3 separate regions of the Mus musculus genome follow, and regions 2 and 3 are each linked to region 1. Evidence: chromatin contacts called from public HiChIP or PLAC-seq data. All regions are on one chromosome and are shown on one strand. The core of a region is the stretch at or near the end of the contact, and the rest is flanking DNA. Distances in the headings are between cores, read along the strand shown. Region 1 holds the start of Lrrc58 (leucine rich repeat containing 58). Region 2 overlaps Gsk3b (glycogen synthase kinase 3 beta). Region 3 has its middle 17 kb from the start of Gm46547.

Region 1 (4,777 bases), core at 833-3,332:
ACATGTGCACTCAGAATACAACCCACACTCTATGGAAGTCTTCAAGATGTGACACCCTCTGAGTGTCCCCGGTTCTTTGCAATGATCATCTTTCAGCAGTTCTTTTCCTTGCTCCTGGACTTTCACACACACTCTTCTTTTTACCTGGATTGGTCCAATGGCTCACACTCAAATCTTCACTGTTACTTCCTTCAGAAGGCTGACTCAAACGGCACTTACTCAAGAACCAAAATAGGTCAAATCCCTGTCATTCTATCTCAGGGGATTAGCCCCAGAACTTAGGAAAATGTTGGGACACATCAAGTACTGTGTAAACATCTATCGAGGAGCAAATTAAGGGACACTGTGTCCAGATGCCTCATTTGGCAAACAGGAAGTGCTAAGTGACCAGCAGAAGGGTGAGATGTGAAGAAAAAGTCTTATTCCTGGGTCAATGTTTTCCCTGTTAACTCGAAGGTTCTTTCTGGCTCCACATTCTTTTATCTTGGCTAACCAATTAAAAGAGAGGAAAAATATTTAACAAGTGGAAGATGCTTTCTTGTTTTGCTTTGACTCCCCTGCAGGGCACATTAGAGCACTTCTATTATCCTCTCTGCACCTCCTCACTCCAGTACACTACTGACTAAGCCACTAGGAGATAGGACAGACAGTTCCTGTAAAGAAGGAATCACATTCAGTAACATACAGTAACACAGATACAATGGTATGATGTGTGACACACAGAGGAAGTAATTTGGCTCTAATTGTCCTGGGAACAGTTTTTTTTTTTTTTTTTTTTTTTTTTTTTTTTTTTTTTAGAATTACAGAAAAGACTCCTAAGATAAAATTTTGAAATGTGAATAGTTCCTCAGGGTCAAAGGAAGCGCAGCGTGGTTTTTTTTTGTTGTTGTTGTTTTTGGGTTTTTTTGTTTTTTTTTTTTGTACCCAACCCCAACCCCACAATTTAGTGAAGCTGCCTTTCTGGGTGTGTGTGTGTGTGCAAGGCTCACTGACTCCACAAATGGTACTTTGGGTATCGGGAAAAGAGGGGAACTGGAAATAAAAACCAAGGAAGTAGGTCAGCACCTCCTACGCCACGTTAAATGCCACTTTGATGCAAACGCATGGAAAGTCTCGGAAGACTTAACCAGTAAGAAATCGCCAACCTCTGTTAACGGGAGCCCTTTTGACTCCCTGTCTAGACTCAAGAAAGAAGGCGAAGTCCGGCTTAGTGGCGCATGTCTTTTAGCCCCAGATTTGGGAGGTAGAGGCAGGCGGAGCTCTGTGAGCTTGAGGTTAGCATGGTCTCCACAATGAATTCCAGAGTTCATTGGGGGGCGCGGGGGGCGTCGAAGACCTGCGGCAGGCCAAACACAACCCAAAGGCTACCACCCACCCACCCACCCTTGGTCAGACGCTACGGGTGACAATGGCTCGCCTAGTCCCCCTCCCCCTCCAACCCGGTGCCACGGAGCTCGGGCCACCGCCCCGCTCCCCACCCCCGGGACTCGCCGCCGCTCACCTCCGCAAGTTCTCGATCTCGGCGGGGATGCTCTGCAGCTGGTTGCCGCCCAGGCTGAGGGTCTGAAGGGCGCGCAGCTCCAGCAGCGAGGCGGGCAGCTCCTGGAAGCAGTTGCCGCTGAGGTTGAGCACTTGGAGGCTGCGGCAGAGCGGCGACTGGGCCAGGCCCTTGGGCAGCGAGCCCGGGCCGCCGAGCCGGTTGTTCCTGGCCAGCAGCGTGCGCAGGCCGCTCAGCGTCAGCAGCTCGGGCCCCAGCGCCGTGAGCGAGTTGCCGCTCACGTCCAGGAGCTGGAGGTGCGGGAAGCCGCCGCCCAACGCCCGCGGCAGCGACGTCAGGCGGTTGTAGGGCAGCAGCAGCCGCAGGAGAGCCTCGCGCGCGCCGCGCCGCTCCTCGGCGCGCGCCTCCAGCTCCGACTCCAACGCCTCGGCCGACACGCTGAGGCGGGACCAGTTGAGTTCGGCCTCCCCGAGCGCGGCCTCCTCCATCCCGCCGGATCCCGGGCCCGCGAGCCGAGGCGGCGCGCCCCGGAACCTAAAGCGAGCGCCGCGTCGGAAGTGGCGCGGCGCGGCCCGGTACGGCCCGGGCGCTCACCCCCGCGCGCCCTCCGAGTCACGCGATGGTCGGCGCCGGGTGCGCGCGCCGCTCCGGGGGCCGGGCTCCGCCTCACGTGGCGCACGGCGCGGCGTCCGCTGCGCAGGAGCCGAGGCCTGGCGCTCCCGGGAACCGTGTGAGGGAGCTGTGCTCGCCCGGGCGTCGCGGGGCTCGGTGGGCGAGCCGGAGGCCTGAGGCTCCCCGGAGCGGGCAGCTCGCCCTTTATAGTGTGGCACCCGGTGGTGGCCTTGGCCGCCAGAGTAAACAGCTCCGGGGCTGTTGATCCCGCCCGGGGGCCTGCGCGTCACGGGGCGCCGCCTCCTTTGTTCTCACTTGAGGCCGGGGCCCCCCCATTTTTGCGGGATCCAGAGAGAGTAGCCATGACGGGGACGTAGCCTGAGAATTTAATGTCTTCAGGAGAACGTGCTTGGTGGCCCCACGCCTCTCGTCCCCGCTCTGAAATGCAGAGGCAGCCGTACTGAGTCTGAGGCCCGCCTGACCTACATAGCCCAGGCTAGCCAGGGCTACACGGTGAAGAACAAAGGCCTCTTCGAAGCTAAAGCCAAAGTCGGAGATGGCTGTCGCCCCAGCTGGAAAGCATGCTTGAAGACCTTCCCTTCCCTGATTGCCTGTTGTTTCTTAAAGCATTGTCTAACGCGAGCGAGCCAAGACAGCCACAGCTATACAGTGAAACCTTGTTTGGAAAAAAAACAAACCCCAAAACAACAACAAAAAGCACCATTGTAAAAGTATTGTGTGTCCAATAAGAACTTTGTCCACGTCAATCACAGAATCACTCCTGTGGGCTTTGGTCCCTTGGGCATGGGAATGCGCTTGGGAGTTGGATATAGGAGCCCCCTTTATTAGATCTAGCTTACACTGAGCTCAGATGGAGAAAGCGTTCAAAGCACTCTGCAAGTGAGAACTAGATAGAATTTAACTGGGAAAGTCTTGACTCTAGCTCTAATTCACTAATTCCAGTAGATTTATTTTCATCCTGATCCCATTTCAATGTCAATCTTTTCTGAGATTTCGTTTTGTAATTTTAAAGTCATTAGTGGAAATAAGAGAAAAGCTTAGTTTCTTACCGAGCTTAAATACAAGAAAGTTAAAAGGTTATGTGATAACCAGTGGGATTAAATTGCTTTTTTTCCTAAAAATCATAACCTCATCTACTCAGTTGTGCAGATGAGAGACTTCATGCTACTTCACAGCTAAGCTTTATGATTGAGTTGTCATGTTTGTTAGTTTAAACAATCTATGAGTGGAATTTAAAAAATATGTGCCAGACATAGTAGTACCTGCTTTTAATCCCAACATTCAGGAGGCAGAGGTGGGAGTGTCTCTGTGAGTACCAGCCTGATCTACATAGTTTTAGGACTGTCAGGGTAACAAAAAAAAAGAAACCATGTCTAAAAAATAAAATAAAATCTGCAAGTGTCTTGAAGACATCTGATTTGGAAGTTCCTTTTTTAAAATGGACCTTATTTCAGATCAACCTAATATTCTAGAAGAAGCCCTACTGTGATCAAGAATACTTAATGCTTTAAAAATGTGTACTCTTGGTAAAACAACAAGCAGTAGCAATGTCAAACGAGGGAAAAAAACAAAACATGATTGAGAAAAAGAGCTAGCCTGTGTAAACATCAGGTAGTAGGGGAAAGATGATCTCAATAATAGAATCTGAAGCTATGCAGAAAGTCCTAAGTGGGGCAGAAACTCCTTTTTAAATAAACAGTGAAGGAAAGAGGGTAGAAAATGGAGCTGTAGCAAAGAAATGGGCAAACTGACAAAATTTAGAGTCTACTGCTTGAAGAGCTGTAGTATGACCTATTTTAATAAAGATTTGTGCTATCGATATCTGTTTGTTGAATTTAGGCTAGATGGAAGCAGATCGTCGAACAGAAACTGTCTTGTAAAAGTTGAACATGGTATTATTTTTGAAGCTATAACAAGAAAACGATCAATATCAACGTAAACAGTGTATCTCCTCAACCAGAATGGGCTCCCATGTAAAGAAAAGCTCTTCATTTTCATTTTTTAGTGCATGCCCTTATATTCAACTCCCTACCATTCACTGCAGGCACGATTTGTTTATAATTAAATTTTTTTTAATGTGTGGTTTTTGGAGACAGGGTTTCTCTGTGTAGCCCTGGCTGTCCTGGAACTCACTCTGTAGACCAGGCTGGCTTTGAACTTAGAAATCCGCCTGCCTCTGCCTCCCTAGTGCTGGGATTAAAGGTGTGCGCCACCACGCCCGGCTATAATTACTTTTTATGCAAGTGTAATAAGTCACGTGGTTCTTCACAGCTTGCTTATACATGCGTATCATTGTGGCTTTGCCTCTTCAATCCACCCTCACTCTCCCTTGCCACCCAGCCCTTCCCGCCAGACCTGCTTTCATATTATGTACACAGACGTCCTGCATATGAGGATGCAGTGTTTGTTCTCTTCTCCTTACCCCTTCCTGTCAAACCAACCCCTTCTTCCTTCCACTCAGTCCCTTTTCTGCACATACACACACATACCACAACACACGTACACACCACACACACACACACACACACACACACACACACACACACTACACCACACCACACACACACCACACCACACACACACACACACACACACGTACACACCACACACACACACACACACACACACACACACACACACACACAC
Region 2 (4,777 bases), core at 946-3,445, 240 kb before region 1:
ATGGGTTATCTTGTAGATTTTGTTGCAGTCAGTGGGACCCATGACACATACTCCTTAGTAAAACTGCTTTCATTCACCATTAGGAACTTCATTCCATGATAAGTGTTCTCCTACAGTCTCGTGTCTTTCTCCTGTGAAAATGTATCACAGGATTGTTGAAGGATGACAGGACCACAAGGTCTGGGACAGAGAATGCACTGCCTATCTGTGCTAGGACTAAAGTTTGAATAAGCATCTAAGTCGAGGAACACTTCTAACTTTTCTCCTTAAAATAAAACTGGCTACGTATTAATTTCTGAAATCCCAAAACTGTCCTCCAGAAAAAAAATTTTTTTACTTTAGCAACTCTGTCACAAAGTGACAATTTGAGAGAGACGAATTGTTCATTTTCTCTCACTTTATTTTTATCCTCCTTAATTCTGTACTAAACTGAACACTGTTTCACGCATTGACTGTTTATCCAAGGAGGCTTGTATAAACTGCCTACAAAAAGTACTTAAGTTCATTGTTCCAATATTCAACCATAAGTACATAAATTTAAAAATATATTACATAGTAACGTGCTATAAAAATATGCTTCCTTCAAGAATCCACAGAGACCCACTCTCAGTCCATCAACTCTTAAATTTAGCATCTTCCACTAACACATGAAAACAAATTAAACATGCCAATGCCAGAGGCAAAAGGTAAACAAACGTCCAAGGAAAAGTATTTCCAACAGCTTGTTCATTTAAAAGATGAAAGTGAAGCCGGGCATAGTGGTGCAAGCCTTTAACCCCAGCACTCAGGAGGCAGAGGCAGTGGATCTCTGTGAGTCCAGAGCCAGCCTGGGCTATAGAGTGAGTTTCAGGACAGTGAGGGCTACACAGAGAAACCCTGTCTCAAGCCCCTCCTCCCTAAATAAAGGCTGAGAGTGGGCTGAGGAGCCACCCACCGGTGGTGAGCAGGACTGGCCGCCTTACATAGGATTAGGACTCAGTTTCCAGCACCCAGGTGACAGGTAACAACTGTCTGTAAATCTAGTTTCAGAGGATCCCATTCTGATCTCTTTGGGACCAGACAGGGACATGGAACACATGCATATATGTAGGTAAATAAATACTCATACACATAAAATTAAGTAAATCTAAGAATAAAGTAAGTTAGCACTAGCATGGAGAAAAGTCTATGATCCAACATTAACTTTCAAGGCAAACATAAACACAGAGAATGAAAGGTGTAGAGTCAGCTGCTGTCCTTGGCACTAGGGGACAGAGAAGAAAGGCAAAGTCTTTTCTCTATTTTCAGAAACTTATGTTCAATTTTCATGGTATAAAGGATCCCACTTTATCAAATTTACTTTTACTATTAATAAATGAAATTTGTGCCAACTTATTTAGAAAATTAAGCTTAAATCTATAGGAAAAATAGAGAGGACTGTAGTAATATATATGTAATTTTATGGATTTTGAAACAAGTATAGAAAATGTAGGGAGTATATATAATACATATAATATTAATGGCAAGAAAAAGTCTCAAAATCACTATTGAAAGTCTTCATTGTTTTCAAAAAACTAATATTACTGATGTCACATGAAAAAAAATTCAGCCAAGGACAATGGCTCATTGTCTACATATCTACAGATAGAAAGAAACCATGGAGTTACAGATGATAGAACAGTGTATTTTATTTAAAAATCACTTTGTAATGTGTAACTGTTAGGAAAATGTCTTGAACACCTTTAATCCCAGCACTTGGGAGGCAGAGGCAGGCGGATTTCTGAGTTCAAGGCCAGCCTGGTCTACAGAGTGAGTTCCAGGACAGCCAGGGCTATACAGAGAAACCCTGTCTCGAAAATCAAAAAAAAAAAAAAAAAAAGGAAAAGGAAAATGTCTTGAACTTAACTACGTCAAGCTTCAAAGATGAAAGTCAAGAAATTGAGAGACTTGCACAAACCAGAGTCAGGATATTTTAAACTGTACATATTTTACTATGTACACCTCTACTGTTCTGAGACTGTATGGTAAATAAAACAACTTCATGATAAAAACAAAAATAAAATACTCCAACATTTAGAATTTATACAAAACCCCAGTATTAATAAGTATTAAACTATATGCTGAAAAAAAATCATGAGTCAGTACAGATACAAAAAGATGGTCAGCAGGGACGGTAAAGGCATTTGCCACCAGACCTGATGACTAACTGCACACTTCCACGGCCACGTGGGAGGAGAGAATGACTTCAGGAAGCTGTTGACCTCACACTCAAACTACAGCACAGCATGTGCCCACACACGGATGGATGGCTGGAAGGAAGGAAGAAAAGAAAGGAAGGGAGGAAGGAAGGAAAATAAATTTTAAAGGAAAGTATGCCATGTGCCACCATGAATGACCTTGAACATTTTTCAAGTAAAATAAAAATGTAAGATATGAACAGTAAGCCGAGCTTTCTTCTAAGATAAGATGAGTATGTGTACATATGCCTATTCTTAATTGATTCAGTGAAAGGCTGTAAGATTTTCCTTTCCCTCACACATGTAGGTTGGGGTTTGGAATTATGTAGATATTTTACAATTATAAAACAGAATTCAAAATGGGAGTGAGGAAGTATCCCTAAAAGCTGACAGCAACATCAGCAGAGAAGCTGTTGGCGACTGAAGGACAGCGAGAGGTGCAGTCACTCTCCTCTTGCATGGTCGTCGGCAGTTTGCTCATGACCCAGTGCGTGTGCCATGCCCACATGCACAGGGAGGCACTAACTGGACTCTGGGATTAACAACAAAAGCAGAGCATGGAGTGGGGAGGGAGGCAGGGCAGAGAGGCATTAAGGTGAGTTGCAGGGAGATGGTGGTGGATAGGTATGATCAACACGCATTGTCTACTGTATGACTTTTTAAAGAATACATTTAATGGGCTGACGAGATGGCTCAGCAGGTAGGCGCTCTTACAGAGGACCGGAGTTTGACCCCTAGAAACCACAAGCATCCATAACTCCAGTTCCAGAGGATCTGACACCTTCTAATCTACACAGGTACGAGGCATGCACATGGTACACATACATATATGTATGTAAAACACTCACATACATAAAAATAAAATCTTAAAAATTTGAAATATGACTTGGAAAACACTGACAGCCTGGTGTGGTAGCATACACATATCCCAGCACAGAGCAGGCAGAAGCAGATGGATCTCTGGGAGTTCAAGGCCAGCAAAGTCTACATAGTGAGTTTCAGCCCATCGAGGGCTTATAAGTCTCAGAAAAACATTGACAGCAAGATTTAAAAAAAAAAAAAAAAAAAAAGCCTATCTACATGTGAAGGTTATTCTTGTTGTCACCTTGACTACATCTGGAATTAACTGAAACTCAAGTGGCTGGGTATACTTGTTAGGATTTTTTTTTCCCTGAATTAAATGGGAAGATCCACTTTTAACCTGAATCTTCTGAGGTGGGAAAATCCACCTTAATCTGGCCCACACCTCCCGCTTACCGCTTATACAAAGTACACAGAAAATGCAAGGTGGCTTTCTTTGCCTGCTTGCTCTCACTCTGGCTCACAAGTCCATTTTTCACTGGCATTACAGCCTACTTCAGGATTCCACTGTGTACTGAAGACTAGTTGAGATATCCAGCCTCATGGACTAAACAAGTGGATTCTTAGACAGCCATTGTTAGACTAGACTAGCTGGACCACACCCTGTAATCCACTCTAATAAGGCATAGATAGATAGATATAGATATATGTGTGTGTATAAATATACATATATGTATGTGGTGTATATATTTATACACATACATATATCTATATATTTATCTATAAATTCATTCTATAAGTTGTTCCTCTAGATATTCACGACACTATATATTTATCAAATATATAGCTTAATCCACAAGATCTTTTCAAATGATTTTTAAAACAGCGATCTCCCTATATATCCTTAGAAATTATCAATTACACATGATTCTTACATTACTGTTAATTATTTTTTATAATTTCAAAATAACAGTAATCAGATAATTTATGTACAAATATAGTCATTTACTACTCAAGATTTCCTCATAAGAGAACAGAACTCTAAGTTTAAAACTTAAAATCTGAAAGGGAAATTTTATAATCCAAACTTGTCATCCTGAAATAGTTCAGGAAACATTAAATCATGATGTATTTCTCACTTAACAAGCATGATGTTAGACATGGTGGCATACACTCGAGATGCTGAGGCAGAGGAATCTCAAGCTCCAGACCGACCTAGATAGATGGAGCTGGAGACGCCTCAGCAGTTTAGACCACTGGCTGTGCTTCCACAGAACCAGGGTTTGGTTCCCAGCACCCACATAGTGGCTCACGGCCATCTGTAACTCCAGTTCCAGGGAACCGACCCCCTCTCTTCTGTTCCTACCAGGCATGCATGTACTGCACAAGCATACAGACAGGCAAAACTCCATATACATAAAAAAAATTTTTTTTAAATAGGAGGGCTGGAGATACAGCTTAGCAGTTGAGTTGCAGAGCATACAGGTGGTCCTAGGTTCAATGCCAGCACTACAGGAAAACAAACATTTGAAGTTGGCATTGCATTTTTATACAAAAGCACAAGCAGAAAAGAAAATATTGGATACATCCAACTTAATCAAAATTTAACTTCTGGGCATCACAGGGCGCTATCAAGGTATTGAAAAGGCAAAGCACAGAAAGTGAATTTTTAAATGTACCTACAGTCAAGGTAAAATACCCTCATAATAAAAATCAGGGTAAACTATTCCACAGTTCCCATGCAATTCAATAGCAAATTC
Region 3 (4,777 bases), core at 1,384-3,883, 140 kb after region 1:
CCTCCCCTTCCCCCCTCCCCCCTCCCTGTCCCCCTCTGTTGCAGGAAAATTTTTCAGAAAAGATTGGTATGTCCTTGAACTTGTGCTGGTAACTCTGCTCTGGTGACCTGGCTGATCATGCACTGATGAGCAATGGCTGACCTATTTTTATCTCATGAAGACTTTCTGGCCTTAGAGCTCCCAAGATTTCGCTAAGTTCTCACTGGTGGTTTTCTACCACCCCAAAACTGTGCTTCAAATCCCCCAAGGCCTTTGTGGTGCATCTCAGGCAAACCCATGCTTAGCTGCCATACCTTTCTCTCTTGAACCCATGAAGGAAAACAACACAAAATTATTTCAGAAACAATGGTAACTCAATCACTAGGCACAGCAACTAAAATCCTAACTTGTAAGCCTTATTAAATGTATATCCTCTGGTGGTGAATCCTGACCGATCTGCCATTGAAACGGGGAGACACTCATAATTACATCTTGTCCTCACCCTCACGATATCCCCATCCAAAAAGACCTAACTCTCTCCTGCTTCCTCTCTTCCACCATCCAACTCATAAGTCCCTCCTACTCACCCAGTGATTGGCTCCTTTATTCATTAGGGGATTGGTTCACAAGAATAGCACCAGACCCATCCACAACATGTACGTGTTTGTGTGTGTGTGTGTGTGTGTGTGTATACAAAGAAGCCTGGGATCAACCTCAGGTAAGTTATCCTTCAGGAGATGTCACCATGTTTTTGAAGCAGGGTCTCTCAGTAGAACATGGGTCTCACCAGTTAATCTAGGCTGACTGGCCAGCAAGCCACAGAGATCTTCTTGTCTCCCATTTTCCAGCACTGGAAGTTCAAGTACATGTTACTATACCCAGCTTTTCTTTCTTTCTTTTTGAAAAATGATTTATTTCTTTTTATGTGCTTTGGTGTTTTGCCTACATTTATATCTATGTGATGGTGTTGGATCACCTGGAACTAAAGTTACAGACAATTTGTTAGTTGCCATGTGGTTGCTAGGAAGTGAACCCATGTCCTCTGGAAGACTATCCAGTGCTGCTAACTGCTAAGCTATCTCTCTGGCTCGTACCTAGCATTTTATATGGGTGCTGGTGGGTGCCAATCTTACGTCTTCATGCTTGCATGCAAGTCCTTTCTGGACAGCTGTTTCCCCTGCACCTCCGTTGCATTTGACTAAGGATTTCTGAACCAGTCCTCCAGCATGAATGATAACATTCGGGTATTTTCACTGTATCCTTGTTGCTAGGGAACATAGGTCTAATATTTCATGAACATGTAAACCAAACACCCAGAAGGCAGAGGCAGGATTGCTGTGAATTTGAGTTTAGCCTGGTTATATAGTGAGTTCCAGTCTGGCTTAGGCTTCTAACAAGGGACTGTCTTACCCTAACCACTTGCTTCAATCACTTCAACACTCCAAGATGGCCAGCAATTGGTATACCTGTCTCTTTCCAATTCCCTGGCAACAGATTAGGGGTGGTGGCTCACAGCTCACTCATCTCTGTGTCCATATGAGGATTAAGAATGTGGAAAGATGTCGCAGGCATTTGTGAGGTGTATACTCCTTAGCGACTGTTTCAAAAATATATACAGACACACTGGTGATGCAAATTAGTGAACTGTGGATGCCCCAGAGTCTGTCTTGAGTTTTAGTTCAATTTATATTCAGTGTCAGCTGACTGTTACTCTATAAATCAAATTCTGATAAGTTCCTTATTCTGTACATAGGAAACAGACAGGAAGACTCATGGTTCCCTAATACACATGTTGTAGAATAGACAGAGAGACAGAGACACAGATAGACATAGACAGACAGACAGACACACACACACAGAGTAACATATTTGAACCAGGATAAGAGGAAAATGAATGAAGTGCCTTGAACATCCAGTATAGGTGAGTGGTTAAAAGGAGTAACACTGAGACAATGTAATCATCTATTGATTAACCGTATGTATCAGATTCACTTTAAGTGTTATCTATAAATACATAATGTGGTATATAATGTAAGATTTTTAAATACAAAGATCTCGTAGAATGATTAAACAGAGATGATTAACATACACAGTACCTTGTGTATTTACGTTTCATCTGTCATGAAGATTCTGAAATCAACTTTGTAAGCAAGTTGTCACCATTATTCATTGTTATTAGTTAATACAGGAAGTTTCTCAAATCCTTTAATATTTAAAGGTGATTTTTTATTATTATTTCATTTTATAATAAATTGAGGCTTACGGTGGTTAAACAAGTTGTTTAGCACCACATTTAATAACTAGCAGAACCCCAATCCAAACCCTATAAGTCGTCAGATTTGAAAGTCTGCTTTGGTCCTTGCTTCTCTTGGAAGTGGGGTAGAGCTGGGGGGTGGGGAGCTAGACATGAGAGGATCAGCAATAAAGATCCTGTGGTGGCCTCAGAGAGTGGAATGGGGCTGGGGCTTCCGTAATTCTTGATATTCTCACAGCTGTAATGTGTATAGGCCTTGAATCTGCAGTCTTTCCCTCTTCCCGAAGAAGCACTTTTATTTCAGGGGAGAAAGCTGGTCTGGGTTCTGTTCTCTGCTGGGGTCTGAAGGGAGTTGGCTGGCTCTCCTTCCTGAGTATACATGACTAAGAGAGCTGGGAGGGCTACAGCAAGAGACCCGTTGCCAAGAACATCTTGGGTGGAGAGACTTCTGGGACATTTTTTCCACTCTGCATCAGATGGAGTAAAATTGATTAGCATCTAATTGGTTTCAGCTGCACTTAGAGTAGTGCATAGAAAGCTCCACTGTACTTTACTAAATTCAGTTCCTTACGGTTAACAGATCGAAAGAATAATTAAAACACACACACACACACACACACACACACACACACACACACACACATTCCAAAATAAAGAAACCAGTGCTTTGGGTCACATTTTACCCATTTGGAATTCATACTTTGAGTAAAGTATGAAGAAAGAAACCAAAGAAAGAAATCTCTGTCCTGGAAGACTCTTGGGAAGTGGGCTGCTTAGAAATCAAAACATCTGTGCTGGGCCTCGGCTTTCCCTGAACAGCCTTGTGGTCTGCAAAAACCTTTTCATCTCCCTGCACTGTGCGCTGGTTCCTAGAATTATTGGGAAATTGAGGAGCTTGGTTTTAGCAATCTCCAAAGTTCCTTTCTTCTCTCGTTTCATACTTTGGTTCCTGTCAATTGTTCTCATGAGCTGGGACAATCCCAGAATATCATTACAGTGCAACTGCTTTCGCGAATTAAGGGCCAGAGGGCAAACAAAGGACTGGGAAATCTGTTTTACTGGGTGTTTTGGGGGGCCAGGATACCTCAGTCCTCGCCCTTCACATCTCCATCCACGAAAAGCGACAGAGGACACTTTATACGAGTGCAAAGCTCTTTGCTAATAGGTTTGACAGTGCTGGGTGTGTACTTCACTGACCAAAGAGTGTGCTCAGCACACCAAAGGCCCTGGCTTCAATCCTAGCATCCCAACCAAAAAGAAAATAAAATTTATTTCAAAAAGTATGGTACAAACAAGCTATAGGAGACGCAGCTTGCCAGCTAAACTGCCTCTCCAATCCCCCTTCCTCTTTTTAACGATCATTTGTTTACATTGTTTCCTCTTTTTAACAATCATTTGCTTACATTGTTTCCTCTTTTTAACTACCATTTGCTTACACTGTTTCTGCTCTTTCTATACGCTTTATTCCCTGCCTCCATTTGCTGTTTCTGTTTGGCTAAGTCTCCCCCCAACTGGCCTCAGTTTCACTGTCTCTAAGGAAGAAAAGTTGTGTGTTTGTGTAGGGTTGTTCAGACGATTTTGTACTGCTGTCTTCCAGTTGTGAGATATTCAAACATTTACAACGATAAAAACCAGTGAATGCTACTATTTTCTTGAATACTTACAATATAAACTATGCTAGCTAGTTTCATGTCAACACAAGCAAGAGTCATTTGGGAAGCAGGAGCCTCAACTGAGGAAACGCCCCCAACAAGACTGACCTGTAGGCAAATGTCTTATATTGGGGGGCTCAGGTTGCTGCTGGTGATGGTTCTGAATTTTATAAGGAAGCAGGCTGAGCAAGCCAGGAAGTGCAAGCCAGGAAGTGCAAGCCAGGAAGCAGCATTCTCTGTTTTTCTGATTCAGTTCCTTCCTCCAAGCTCCTGTCCTGACTTCCCTGGATGATGGAGTAGAAGCTGTAAGATGAAATAAACCCTTTTCTCTACAAGTTGCTTTTGGTCATAGTGTTACATCACAACAATAGAAACCCTAAGACACACCATGTGTCGCTCCAAATGGGATGGTGATCAAGACTGCTAGACTCAGGGCTGCTGCATCCAGAGTCCATGGCTTGCAGGACACAGGCTCCCACTGTGGGTATAAGAACAGAGCACTGCTCGAGACCCATTATAAAGAGTAACACTGAAGAACTCTTGGCTTTGGCTGCCATGGATCGCTAGGAGGTGCTGTCCTTTGCTGATGGGGTAGGTTTGTGTTAGCAATGCAAGGATTGGTGAGACTGAAGGTGAGGTAAGACTCTGCAAGTCCCAGGGTGCTTATAAACCCAAGCGGCGTTTTCCCAAAGCAGAACTCCCTTCCAACGATAAATCATGCACTAGAAGACCAAGGTGTGGGAGAGTTCGGGTTTAGACATCATCCATTTGACTGACACATGGGTTTGGGAAAGGCAGCCTTATTAGACTGGAAAGTTCCCTCTGGAAATATCATGTGTCTCCCTGCAAAGGGAAGGAAGGCTGGCAGGCGCAAATGCTTCTTAACACTCTT

Evidence for each region. HiChIP or PLAC-seq counts read pairs in DNA pulled down with a chosen protein or histone mark.
Region 2: a contact with region 1 is called in an H3K4me3 HiChIP or PLAC-seq map of bone marrow-derived macrophages, with 2.5 times the contacts expected there. The contact joins the enhancer-like site here to the promoter of Lrrc58 in region 1. A contact is called at or near these places in 3 of 39 promoter capture datasets (the HPC-7 cell line, cranial neural crest and hippocampal neurons), 28 of 484 Hi-C or Micro-C datasets (CD8 T cells, the G1E-ER4 cell line, LSK cells and 22 more), 14 of 115 datasets of contacts at active chromatin or transcription factors (CD8 T cells, astrocytes, bone marrow-derived macrophages and 11 more) and 3 of 9 other capture datasets (adipose tissue, liver and pancreatic islet).
Region 3: a contact with region 1 is called in an H3K27ac HiChIP or PLAC-seq map of heart atrium, with 7 read pairs. The contact joins the enhancer-like site here to the promoter of Lrrc58 in region 1. A contact is called at or near these places in 2 of 484 Hi-C or Micro-C datasets (adipose-derived mesenchymal stem cells and muscle stem cells), 5 of 115 datasets of contacts at active chromatin or transcription factors (bone marrow-derived macrophages, craniofacial prominence, embryonic stem cells and 1 more) and 3 of 9 other capture datasets (adipose tissue, liver and pancreatic islet).

The regions. Positions count from the first base shown.
Region 1 is chr16:37,865,705-37,870,481 of GRCm38.p6, reverse strand. It overlaps Lrrc58 (leucine rich repeat containing 58), which reads right to left and starts at 2,082. Exons shown (of 4, transcript NM_177093.3): 1 at 1,502-2,082. The coding sequence starts at 1,986.
Region 2 is chr16:38,108,224-38,113,000 of GRCm38.p6, reverse strand. The region is part of intron 1 of Gsk3b (glycogen synthase kinase 3 beta); the gene reads right to left. Among named protein-coding and RNA genes, the nearest start is that of BC031361, 21 kb to the right of the region's middle. Within about 2 kb of position 2,195, at least 34 of the 459 cell types and tissues checked have an H3K27ac peak or open chromatin away from gene starts, as enhancers often do. A contact at or near this core is called in the G1E-ER4 cell line, the HPC-7 cell line, adipose-derived mesenchymal stem cells and 5 more, where this site is marked.
Region 3 is chr16:37,730,482-37,735,258 of GRCm38.p6, reverse strand. No RefSeq gene overlaps it. Among named protein-coding and RNA genes, the nearest start is that of Gm46547, 17 kb to the right of the region's middle. Within about 2 kb of position 2,633, at least 81 of the 459 cell types and tissues checked have an H3K27ac peak or open chromatin away from gene starts, as enhancers often do. A contact at or near this core is called in adipose tissue, craniofacial prominence, heart atrium and 1 more, where this site is marked.